Linked DNA regions of Mus musculus: all the other regions are linked to region 4. A link is a contact called in public Micro-C and promoter capture Hi-C data. All regions are on one chromosome and are shown on one strand. Each heading gives the region's core, a stretch centred on a gene start, on an enhancer-like site or on the middle of the called end of the contact. The rest is flanking DNA. Distances are from core to core; before and after follow the strand shown. Region 1 holds the start of Nags (N-acetylglutamate synthase). Region 2 holds the start of Mpp2 (membrane protein, palmitoylated 2 (MAGUK p55 subfamily member 2)). Region 3 holds the start of G6pc3 (glucose 6 phosphatase, catalytic, 3). Region 4 holds the start of Gpatch8 (G patch domain containing 8).

Region 1 (2,700 bases), core at 108-2,607, 410 kb after region 4:
ACCGTAGCTGTGGGCCAGATGTGGTGCTTGAGCGGGACCAGGGCAGGGCCAGCAGAGTGGTCCGCCCTCTCTGAGGATGCCGGGGCAGGTTGGGTTGACACTAACCTGGCATGGGGAGCTGGCTCCGCAGCGCTCAGTACTGATCCGCCGCCAAAAAAGGGCACAGCAGTAGCCGCGTTGTGCCTTAGTTCATCCACCAGCACCTTGCAGCTCTGAGCAAGCTGCGCCTTAGCTTCCCAGAAGGAAAGACAGCCAGAAGGTGCCGTGGGGGTAGGCAGCCCCAGAACCACCAGTGGCTTCATGTCCATGCGTTGCAAGAAGGCCAGGGCGAAAGCCAGGCGGGATACCGCCTGCGGGCACCGGATCACCTCCTCATCGACCTGTACAGAAGTGGACGTTCAGGGACGCGACACTGACTCTAAGCCGCCTGTTCCTAATCGGGCTTTAGGACCCTCAGTGACCACATTCTACTTAGGAGCCATTGGGCCCCACTTTTGGCCGACTGCTCCGCCCTTTGCCCGTTGGGTCTTAGCCACCCCCTTATCTAGCACTAATGTTCCTCCCTCAGCTCCTCCCAGCGGCCTTGGACTCTGGGACACCTTGGGGGGAGGGGTAGTGCGACAGCTCAGCCGACTGAACCCCTAACTGCTTCCACGGTGAGAGGCCTTTGTCAGACATCACTTCTGGAGGCCCGGGCTTCCCAGCCTTCTCCTTAGCGCCAAGGGCGGTTTTCGTAGCCTTATGGCTTTCTCCATCCCCAGCACTAACTCAACGCCTCTGCTCTCCAGATTCACAGTTAGGCATGCTGAGACCTACGACGTACTATTGAACAGTCACCATCTCATGACAGTGACACGACGACACCGGGATCGGCTTACCTCCATGACGGCGAAGGGCTTGTCCACCGAATGGTAGCAGGTCTGGAATTGCGTGAGCCAGTGGCGTGCTTCCCCCGGGCTGGCACCACACTGGTTCAGGAAGGCCTGGATGTCCCGCTGCACCAGTGATCTGCCGGCGGGAGGCGCAGGGGATTCGAGGGGCGTTGGAAGCGGTGTCCACGACGGCTCCTCGACCGCAGGAGACTGGACACGACCCTTAGCGCCCTCGGCGTCCTCTGCGTGAGCCCTGGCGGTGCTGAGCCGGCGTCCCGGGCTGGCGCTCTTTGCCCCGCGCCGCCGCGCGCTGCCACTCAGTCTCCGTGAGCCCCCAGGACCTCCCGGGCTGCGCAACCTTCTGGCCGCTGCAGCAGACCGCAGGGCTGTGGCCACCCACGCCGTCGCCATGACGACAACCAAACCCACTCGTCCCCCCCACCCACAGGTGACGGTCGCTCTGGAGCGCACAGCACTAGGGGTTCTTAACTTGCCGCTGATCTGGGCTGGATCAGACTCGGGGCGGGATGGGATAGGAGGCCCGGAGTGGCTTCTGGGTGCGTTTGAGGTGTGGCAAGTCACAGACCAGAGGGTGGCGCCTCTAGACTTCTCCGCCCCTTGTGTATGGGGGTACGGAACCGTTAGTGAGGGTCACGAAGGTCAGATTTAGAGTGGTGGAGCTCTTTGATCTGCTACCAAAATGCTGGATTTAGAAAGCGCTCAGATGTCCTAGGTGTGCGTGCGAATTTGCAGGGTCATGCAAGTGATTTGAGTTGGAAGGAGTCTGGGAAAGTTGAACACAGGGGGTGTGGTCCTCACTGCAGCATATGGATACAAAGTCCTGTTGTCAAGCAGGACTTGGTGTGACATATTTGTACTCTCAGTTCCTTGGAGGTCCGGGCAGGAGGAGAACATAGGCTACATAGCGGGGGAGCCTTGTCTCAAAAGATAAAACCCAGAACTCCTGAGGCAGAGGCAGGCCTGTATCCACGAGTTCAAGGTCAGTCTGGTCTACTTTGAGAGTTCCAGGACAGCCAAGGGGCTACATATTATAGAGAGATGATCCCACTTCAAAAAACAAGAAACACAACAACAACAACAATAAACCTAAAAAAATAGACAAAAACACAAAACAAAACAAAATGAACGGGGGGGGGGGCGGTGATGGCCACATTTGGGAATGTCCTCCACATGGAGGAATCAGAAGGATCAGGCTCAAGGTCATCCTTGACTTTATAAGCAATTCAAGGCCAGCCTAAGCTAAGGAACCCTGCTCTTTTTCTTTTAAGGAACAGGGTTTCTCTGTGTAGCCCTGGCTGTCTTAGAACTCACTCTGTAGACTGGGCTGGCCTTGAACTCAGAGATCTGCCTGCCTTTGCCTCCAAGTGCTGAGATTGAAGGCATGCGCCACCACTGCCTGGCCTAAACCCTGTCTTAAGAAAATCTCATTTGGGCTGGTGAGATGGCTCAGCGGGTAAGAGTACTGACTGCTCTCCCGAAGGTCCTGAGTTCAAATCCCAGCAACCACATGGTAGCTCACAACCACCCATAGTGAGATCTGATGCCATCATTCTGGTGTGTCTAAATACAGCTGCAGTGTACTTATTTATAATAATAAATAAATCTTTGGGCCAGAGTGAGTCAGGGACTGAGCAAGCAGAGTTGACCGGAGCCATCTAAATTCAATTCCCAACAACTACATGAAGGCTCACAACCATCTGTACAGCTACAGTATGTAGATGTTTATATACATAAAATAAATAAATAAATCTTTTAAAAAGAAGAAGAAGAAGAAAAGAAAATCTTGTCTGAGTTCATGATCAGGTCA
Region 2 (2,700 bases), core at 142-2,641, 470 kb after region 4:
CCACTGTGTCCTTGGGATCCTGGATGCAGTAAGTTTGCTGTGAATTGCTATGGGGGGTAATATTTGAGAAGTTTTGGGAGGAATCAAGATTTCTCTCCCCCACCCAACTAAGTGCAAACAGATTCTCTAAGCAGAGGTGAGTGGGTAAGATCCAAGGGAGTCTCCGAGGAAGGAGACCTCTTGTCCTGAGTTTAATTAGGAAGATCTAGTTTGGAAGCCTTTTTCCTCAGACAGAAGCCTGTAGTTCCAACCACCACCATCTGGGGTCGCTACAAAACTTTCTCTTCTCTAAGGAATAAGAGACGTGGGCTACTTAACAGCCTTTAGCATTTTGACCCATCGCTGGCTTTTCCCTACACCAATTCCCAACTGCTTCCCTTTGCTAACAGGGTCGGCTGGGACCACATCTAGACATGAATCCTCAAGTCAATTCATTTTCGAGATTTCCAAGCAAGTTTCCAGGATCTTAGAAGCTCAGTTATAAGAGGAAGATATAAACGCCCCGCTCCCCACCGAGCGCCTATTCCATAGGGTAGCGGAGGGGTTAGGGGGCACCCAAGTCAGGGAAGGCCCCGGCTTGCACAGACTGAATGAAGGCTGTTTTCCACTTGGGGCCACCAATAGTCTGAGGCTGTGCAGTATCTTTTACTAGCAGGTCTGGGAGGAGCCAGAGGCTGAGCAAGGCGGGCTAGCGGGCTTAACCCTTTGCTTTCTTCGTTTTGCTGCCTGAAATAGAATCTAGGGCCTCTCCTGCACGTTCAACCCACCAATGGAGCCGGACGCCGTCACTACTTATTTGTTGAAACGGGATTTAGGAGGGAGAGACTGTTTCTTCTGCTCTTGTGCCTTAAACAGAGGCAAGGATCAACTTCCCGCGTCAAGGCTAAAATTAGGATCTTGGTCCCTTTCATGAAAAAACACAGTCCCACTCTCTTAAATTTTCTGTTTTTCTTCAAATTTTCTTAGAAGCAGGCATGTGCCGTATGACTATAACGCCACCCCCAGGCTTATCCCCTACCAGAGTTAGTGTCCTGATGTCCCCTTGCTTTTCCAAAACTGTGTTAGGAAAGGACAGACGAAGCGTTCAGGGGACTGGTACGCTGGACTAAGCGGTCCCGTTAAGGGGGGTGATCCCATCGCGCTCAGTTTCCCCCCCTTTCTTTTATTAAACATCATCGCCCTTTTAAAGAATTCCTACGCGCCAAGTAACACACGTTGGTCCTGCTCAGAGTTGGGGGTCGTGGGCTTTGCGGTGCCTGTTAACCACCACTTCCCCGCCCACCCGCCTGCTCCTGGGAGATTACTTTACAGTGGACCGTAGGTTGCCGCGTCCCTTCCGTGTCCCAGCCCTCTCCTTTCTGTCTCCGCCCCTTCGCTCCTAGGAGACCTTGCCGCTTTAAGAGCGCGGCTAGCGATTGACAAGCAATAACCGCGGAGCGCCGGGCTGCGCGGAATCGCCCCAAGCTAGGGGCTCCCCAAAACGCAGGTAGGTATTCCTAGGCCCCTGGGCCAGCACCCACCTCAGAACCCTTGCCTCCTTTTCGACCTATCACCTACACTTGGGGATCCTATTCTCCAGGTCCAAACTCCTGGGCCCCTTCCCCAAGTCGCCCCACTCCCTCTCCAGCTGCAGCACTGGGCTCTCTGTGTGTGATGCCGGTAGGGAGAACCGAACCCCTCATCCCAGGGATGCTGGTTCCCATGCCAGCGATGAGGGCTCCAGAGGGACACCGGACACAGAGACGCTGAGCTGAGAGGAGCACAGGTATTTGCGCGGCCTCTCCAGGGTCTGTGTTGGGTTGGGGGGGGGGGGGGACTTCGGATCCCGGCATTACGTAAGAGCCGTGCTACTGGCGTTTCCGGCCCTGGGGGAGCTAGACTAAGATTGTACTGGGTCCCTTGGCACCCTGCACCCCAAGAGACCAACACCTCAGTCATTCCTGAGAGAGGGTTCTGGAGAGGGGCGGTCTGCTAACCTAGAGTGCCAGGCCAGGTCCAGGAGGTTGCAGGGTTTTGGAGCCAGGGTTTAAGGTATGGGGATTCCAGAGGGAATCAGCACCAGAAGCAAGGAGCCAGGGTCAGAAAGTTAGGTCAACTAAGGGGTAGTGGGGAATGAAGACCTGGGGGACGTGGGGGGGGGCAGTCATTCAGTGACCTCATCCCCTAGTCCCGGCGGGCACGCAAGCAAAGAACCTTCTTTGATGGCTCGCAACACGCCCCCTCCTTCCTAGGTCCTAGCGCCCGGCGGGTTAGGGCTGAATTGAAGGGGCGGGGGCAATCTGATTGTGAGTGCGGGCACGTCCGCCGGCTCCCTAGACCCCATCCTCCAGTCCTCAGTTATCTACAGTTCTCCCCATAACCGTGTCCGGCTCCAAAGTGCCTTTGTCAGGCGTTCGTCTTTCGCACCTCTCTGAGTCTGCACCGATGGAGCGGGGGTGGGTGGGAGGATGGAGGAAATCTCTCTCTTTGAAGCTGGCGGGCTTCACCTACACACCCGGGGGACGGGGGTTGGATAGCTTGGTGGCGGATGTGCGTGTGGAGGTGGGAGTGGGAGGGCCTTAGGTTTAGGCTTTTGGGCGCCGTGATGCTGGTTTCGTGATGACTGGGCCCGGGGACCTTGGCACGGAACCAGGCTAGCTTGCCTGGCACTGCCGTTCTCCTGTGGGCACGGGCGGCCCCGCCCTCTCAGAGGCTTGGGTG
Region 3 (2,700 bases), core at 69-2,568, 370 kb after region 4:
CCCTTGTGGAGAAGGGCGGGAGGGAGAGGGACAAATTGTCTGCTTTCCAGCTTGTCATGTTAGCTTATTCTATGTCTCTTTATGATCCTTGCTTCCTCCTTCAAGGCTGGGGAGCCTGGGCAACAGCAGTGTTGAGTAACTCCCTTCTGTACTCCGAAAAGACAGAAAAACAAACAAGCAAACAAACACGGTGGCCCAGATAAACCCCAAGGGCTGCAGGAGGCCCAGCAGTGTGGGGCCACTGGCTTCTTAGAATGAGAAAGCTAGACTAAGTACTGGGGAGAGAAGAAAAGTGTTCCTTGCAGGTAGGGTAAGGATTCCCTTTAGTGACTGGCATTGAGTGGCTTCTAAATTTCATTGGGCACATTATAATCGGGGGTGGGGGTGGGGGGCTTGTTAAAGTGCAGATCTGGCCTGGAGCTTTAGAGTCTGTATTTCTAGTAAGTCTTCAAGCATTGACTCTGCTTTTGAGCTTAAACCAGGGACCACATCTTAATGAAACTGGTGCCTAGTTTAATGTCAAACAAATGGATAGATGAATAAGATGTTCAGCTAAGAAAGAAGATTTTCGGCTACCTACATTTCTAGTAATAACTGCTAAAACGCAGATTTCCAACTACAACTAAATTTGGAGTTACGAAATCAGTAGGTCTGAGGCGGAGACTGTATTTGCAGTTGAACACGCCCCTTAAGTCGTTTCTCTGATCCGGATAGTTGAGGATGGGTGAACTGTGAGATCTGAGGTGAAGACTAGGGCCTAAGGGGATAAGAATAGGTAGAAAAGTGTTTGCCTTTGAGGTAACTACTTGAGGGAGATCAGGGCCCCAAAGGGATAAGGGGACCAGGATGCCCGAAGGCTTCTCTCTGTCTCACCACTTGAAGACAAGGTTGAGCCACTCAGCAATGAAGGTGATCCAGAGCACGGAGATGCCCAGGCGGCGGGAGGCGTAGTAGGCCGCGGGGAAGCAGAACTGAAAAAGATTCTTAGGATCGCCCAGAAAGGTGACCCAGAGCCACATATTCTCTAGCCCGGGAAGCCGGTTCTGTAGTGCTTCAGCCATTATGATGCCCGCGCTCAGCGTGGACTCCATGGTGAATCAGGAGTCCTCTAGCCTGGAGCCCGTTGTAGGGTGCAAGTCGAGGAACCTTAGCAGAAATGAAGCGGCTACCTGCTGGCCCTCTAGAGCCCACCCTTTCTAGCCCCCGGCCCCGCCCTACCCGCCGGGGGTCTAAACCAAGCCCCACCCCCGCCCCGCCCCGCCCCCGCAGTCCCTGACACGCGCGAGTTGGAGCCGTAGCTGGTACTGTTTCCTCCGGCTTTCTTCCTCGGCCTTCCTCTCTACTGGACAGCGGAGGGGACAAACCTTTGCGAAGGCGTTTCCTCAAGGCCCCACGTGGCCGCTGTTGCTAGCACGTGGGCTGCCAGCGTAGTGCAGAAACCCGCTGCTGTTCCGGGTCAGGGGACCGATGAACCTGGGAACCAGCTCTGTGTCCCGGTTCCTTGTTCTGCTGCTGCGAAGTCGATGTCTAATCTCCAGGGCGAGGGTTTCTTCTGGATCTGATCTCTGTTTTCCAACATCACTACCCATTTTTCTCAAATCTGGACCATTTGGAGAGAAGGGAGTCAAAGCCCGACCTCCAGTTGCACACAGTCTTAGTTGACATCTACCTGTCTCTAGCTCAGGATTCTCCCATTCTATTTCATCCACGTCTTCCTTCAAGAATCCAGAGCTTAACATGTGTGTGTATGTTATGTGCGAGAAACTTGCCTTGCTCTCACCCCTACCACCCTCCTGCCATTTAAAATTCTTATTGGGCAGCTAAATCAAGAAAGAGATAGTATTTCCATGAAAAGAGGAAGGGCACACGCCTACAGTTTTTGCATTATTAGGAGGGACACAGTCCTAGGGGAGATCTGCTTAGAGCAAAGGAAGGAGCCTGTTGATATACTTCTTTGATTTCTTTTTCCCTCCTTTCTTTGCACGTCCGTGGCGAGGTGGGAGTGGGGAGTGTTTCTAGACAGGGATTGCTCTTAAACTCAAGAGATCCTCCTGCCTTTGCCTCCGGAGTGCTGGAATTTAAGGCTAAAAGCATGCACTACCATGCCCCATGCCCGGCTTTTTGTTTGGTTAGTTTTGTTTTGTTTTTCAAGACATGGTTTCTATGTGTACCTCTGGCAATCTTGGAACTCACTTTATAGACCAGGCCTAGCTCTCATATCCAGAGATCAGCCTGCCTCTGTCTCCCAAGTGCTGAGACTCCCAAGGGCATGAGACCACACCCTTGGATTTCTTAGTGTCTCAAGCAACTTTGTTCTTGAAGTCTGAAGGGTGGTTGAAAATGAAGATATGAAATAAAGAAAGTGTTTTTTAATTGCTTCAAGAAGCCAAAATTTCACACAGATGTTTTTTGTTTGTTTGTTTGTTTAGACATATCCCTGGCTGTCCTGTCACTATGGAGACCAGGCGGGACTTAATTAAGTTCAGAGATCCACCTGCCCCTCTCCCTCTGCTGGGATTAAGCTCTAGTTTATTTATTTTTGAGGTAGATCTGGCCCAGGCTGGCCTCAAACTCCCAATACCTTAGGATTGCTGAGATTATAGGTATGGACTATCCACTATTTACCTATTTATTGTGTTGTTTAGATTTGTTTGTTTGTTTGTTTTAGGTTTTTTGAGACAGGGTTTCTTCTGTATAACA
Region 4 (2,700 bases), core at 85-2,584:
TAGAGGGGCTAGAGAGATGGCTCAGCTGTTAAGAGCTGATACACATACATACATACATACATACATACATACATACATACATACATTCATTCATTCATGTAGGCGAAGCAGTCTTACACTAGGTAAAATTAAACAGCCCCCCCTCACTCCCCCACCCTGTGAAAACATTAAAGAAAACAAGAGCTGGAAAGATGGCTAAGCAGTTAAAAGCACTTGTTCCACATGCAGAGCACCTGGGTTTGTTTCTAGCACTGACATACATGGTGATTCTTAACTGTAACTCTAGCTTCAGGGGATCCAATGACTCTGAACATGAATATATATGTGTGGAGGGGGGAGAGGAGTGGGAGGGGGAGGGAAAATAGTAAGAAAAAAACGTCAAGCTCTTGGTAGCCATGTGTTTAAGTTTCTCTCTTCTTCAAGGTTGTGATCCCTTTGTTATGCCTTGATTTATATGTAGCTTTAAGATAGGTCATTCTTTTCATTACAGTCCCCCCCCCCCACAGTGTCACTTAGATTTTGTTATTTGAAGCAATGTCTTATAGCCCAGGCTAGCTTTGAACTTCCTATGTAGCCAAGGATAAGCTTGACTTAATTTCCCCTCAGCCTCAAGCAGGAATAGACACTCGTTTATATTTACAACTATTAGGTTAATTTATTGGTTATCTGACTTCCTGCCTGGAATGGAAGCCCTTTGAGAGATTTTTTTGGTACCTCTTAAGTAACATTATTATGTATTAATTTTAAAAATACCCTCTTTGGACATCGGGGGGCGAGCCTCTACTACATAGAGAGCTACAGGAAACCCTGTCAACAAAATAACAAAAACAAAACAAAAAAACATTAAAAGTACTCTAGCTGTAAAGTCAGATCTCATGCTACTGTATAGCATTACACTGTATATTATTACAAATACGGGATGGGCTTGACCGTAAACAAGAGCATAAGAAAGAAAGACTTCTGAACACTGCTAAGGGAGCAAGTGAATACTTCCCAGGCCCCCAAATGCTCTGCCCTGCTGATCTTTCCCTCCGGAAGCGCTTACGCGCGCCGGCGCGAGTGCGCATGCGCGGCCCGCTGGGGTCGCTCGGGGCCGGGCGTGAAACCGAGCGATGTGAGAGGAAGGTTCCGCCTCCAGGCCTGCGCGCCTTCGGGATTCCCGTCGGAACGAATTCCTGTTCCCTCCTCTTCCCAACACCCCCCCAACAATCCCTCGCCAAGCACACATCCTCCACCCCCCTCCCCACGCCTGCTGCGCGCGCCCGGTGGGCGTGGGAGGGGGCGTGGAAACAGAGAGGGGGCGGGCGTAGCGGGAGGGGAGGAGCGAACCGGAGAGCGTCGTCCTGAGGAGGAGTGAGAGCGGCAAAATGGCGGACCGCTTCTCCCGCTTCAACGAGGACCGAGACTTTCAGGTAAACACGGGCGTCGCCGAGGACCACCCACGCCCCCGGAGGGCTCGCCGCGAGCCCGGGGCCGCCTCCCTCCCGGCCTCCTGGCTCTCCTTCCTTCTGCTCTCCGCTCCACCTTGCAAGCCGGCTCTCGCCCCTTCCTGCCTCTCATTTCTCCAGGGGCCTCCGGGGCTGAGATGAGGCCGCGTCCCCGGCTTCATCCCTATTCACGCCGCTTCTTCGGCTCGGCTTTCCTCCTATTTTGCTCCTGGCTTCCCGCTCCGCAGCCGGGCGCTTTGTGGGGGTTGCGCTTTGCTTGTCTCGGGGCCTGTGCAGGCGCAGGGCCGGCCCGGCCCCCGGGGGAGAGGGCTGGGGCGGGGAAGGCTTGGGCCAGCGGTTTTCAGGCCGGGGCTATGGAAGCCTTGGCTTTTGCTCGCCCCGATCATCCTGGGGATCGCCTCTCCGTTTTCCCATTGTGACAAACAAGCCCTTTATCGACTGTCTAACCTAGTCTTCCCCCTGGTAAAGGGCGCCCTTTCTTATCAAAGACGCCTTTTTTGTTGAGGCGAGCCATTGAGCTTTCTCTGGGCATAAATAACTGCTGTTGTTTACAGGCCGTTAATTGGGTTGGGGACAGTAAGGTATAGGTCTGTGGACTGGCGTAAACTTAACTTCGAGACCTACCAAGATTTGTAAAGAAGCATAATTATGGCCTTTCCAAGCGGGAGTAAATTCGTTCCTAAACCTTGATTTTTTTTTTTTTTCTTTCTTCGTTTGCAAATGTTGATCTGGGAAAGATGTCCGTGGGGTGGCAGGCATTAAAGAAAAAAACAACAAAAACAAAACAAAACAAAAAAACAAACAACAAAGGCCGAATTAGAATCATTAGGCTTTTAGATATTGAAATTGTTACTGCAGGCATAGTTGGGAGACAATAAGGGATTTAGTAGCCTTTGGTTATTTCTAGGTAAAATACATCCTCAGTTGCAAATCACTGCATTACTACCGCATCTCCTGGCAACAGCAATTTAGGTCAAGGGATGAGCCTCCGAACTCGAGTTTTTGTATTCCTTTCAGCTTCCTCAACGCACCTCTAGCTGTGTCAGAAGGCAATTTGAAGGGTTTGAATTCTTGGAGATGATTGGGTTGATAGACAAAGCAATTTCAACTGGTTTAAAATCAACACTGTTAAATAGTCTTAGGTGTAGAACGCTATGGGAAGTTTTGCAGCAGTAAGGGATTTGGGAGTTGCTGAAAATGCCTTGTGGTCATGTGCCTGCCGCAGAAACTGCAGCCCAGCACAGCATCTTAA

What was found. Promoter capture Hi-C pulls out the DNA fragments that hold promoters and counts their contacts. A called contact is a pair of places that touch in the nucleus more often than the background predicts. Capture Hi-C pulls out chosen DNA fragments and counts their contacts.
Region 1: a contact with region 4 is called in a promoter capture Hi-C map of pre-B cells. The contact joins the promoter of Nags here to the promoter of Gpatch8 in region 4. A contact is called at or near these places in 3 of 39 promoter capture datasets (embryonic stem cells, neutrophils and pre-B cells), 3 of 115 datasets of contacts at active chromatin or transcription factors (bone marrow-derived macrophages, large pre-B cells and pro-B cells) and 1 of 9 other capture datasets (liver).
Region 2: a Micro-C map of embryonic stem cells shows a contact between it and region 4, with 2.7 times the contacts expected there. The contact joins the promoter of Mpp2 here to the promoter of Gpatch8 in region 4. A contact is called at or near these places in 1 of 39 promoter capture datasets (pre-B cells), 3 of 484 Hi-C or Micro-C datasets (the C2C12 cell line and embryonic stem cells) and 1 of 115 datasets of contacts at active chromatin or transcription factors (embryonic stem cells).
Region 3: a contact with region 4 is called in a promoter capture Hi-C map of liver, with 2.4 times the contacts expected there. The contact joins the promoter of G6pc3 here to the promoter of Gpatch8 in region 4. A contact is called at or near these places in 2 of 484 Hi-C or Micro-C datasets (CD8 T cells and regulatory T cells), 2 of 115 datasets of contacts at active chromatin or transcription factors (memory CD8 T cells and pancreatic cancer cells) and 3 of 9 other capture datasets (adipose tissue, liver and pancreatic islet).

What each region holds. Positions count from the first base shown.
Region 1 is chr11:102,144,170-102,146,869 of GRCm38.p6, reverse strand. It overlaps Nags (N-acetylglutamate synthase), which reads right to left and starts at 1,357. Exons shown (of 7, transcript NM_145829.2): 1 at 879-1,357; 2 at 106-380; 3 at 1-7. The coding sequence starts at 1,283. Gm11586 (a long non-coding RNA gene) reads left to right here and starts at 563. Exons shown (of 3, transcript XR_880227.3): 1 at 563-656; 2 at 789-1,320.
Region 2 is chr11:102,087,206-102,089,905 of GRCm38.p6, reverse strand. It overlaps Mpp2 (membrane protein, palmitoylated 2 (MAGUK p55 subfamily member 2)), which reads left to right and starts at 1,391. Exons shown (of 13, transcript NM_016695.4): 1 at 1,391-1,486.
Region 3 is chr11:102,188,317-102,191,016 of GRCm38.p6, reverse strand. It overlaps G6pc3 (glucose 6 phosphatase, catalytic, 3), which reads right to left and starts at 1,318. Exons shown (of 6, transcript NM_175935.3): 1 at 874-1,318. The coding sequence starts at 1,091.
Region 4 is chr11:102,554,792-102,557,491 of GRCm38.p6, reverse strand. It overlaps Gpatch8 (G patch domain containing 8), which reads left to right and starts at 1,334. Exons shown (of 8, transcript NM_001159492.1): 1 at 1,334-1,412. The coding sequence starts at 1,368.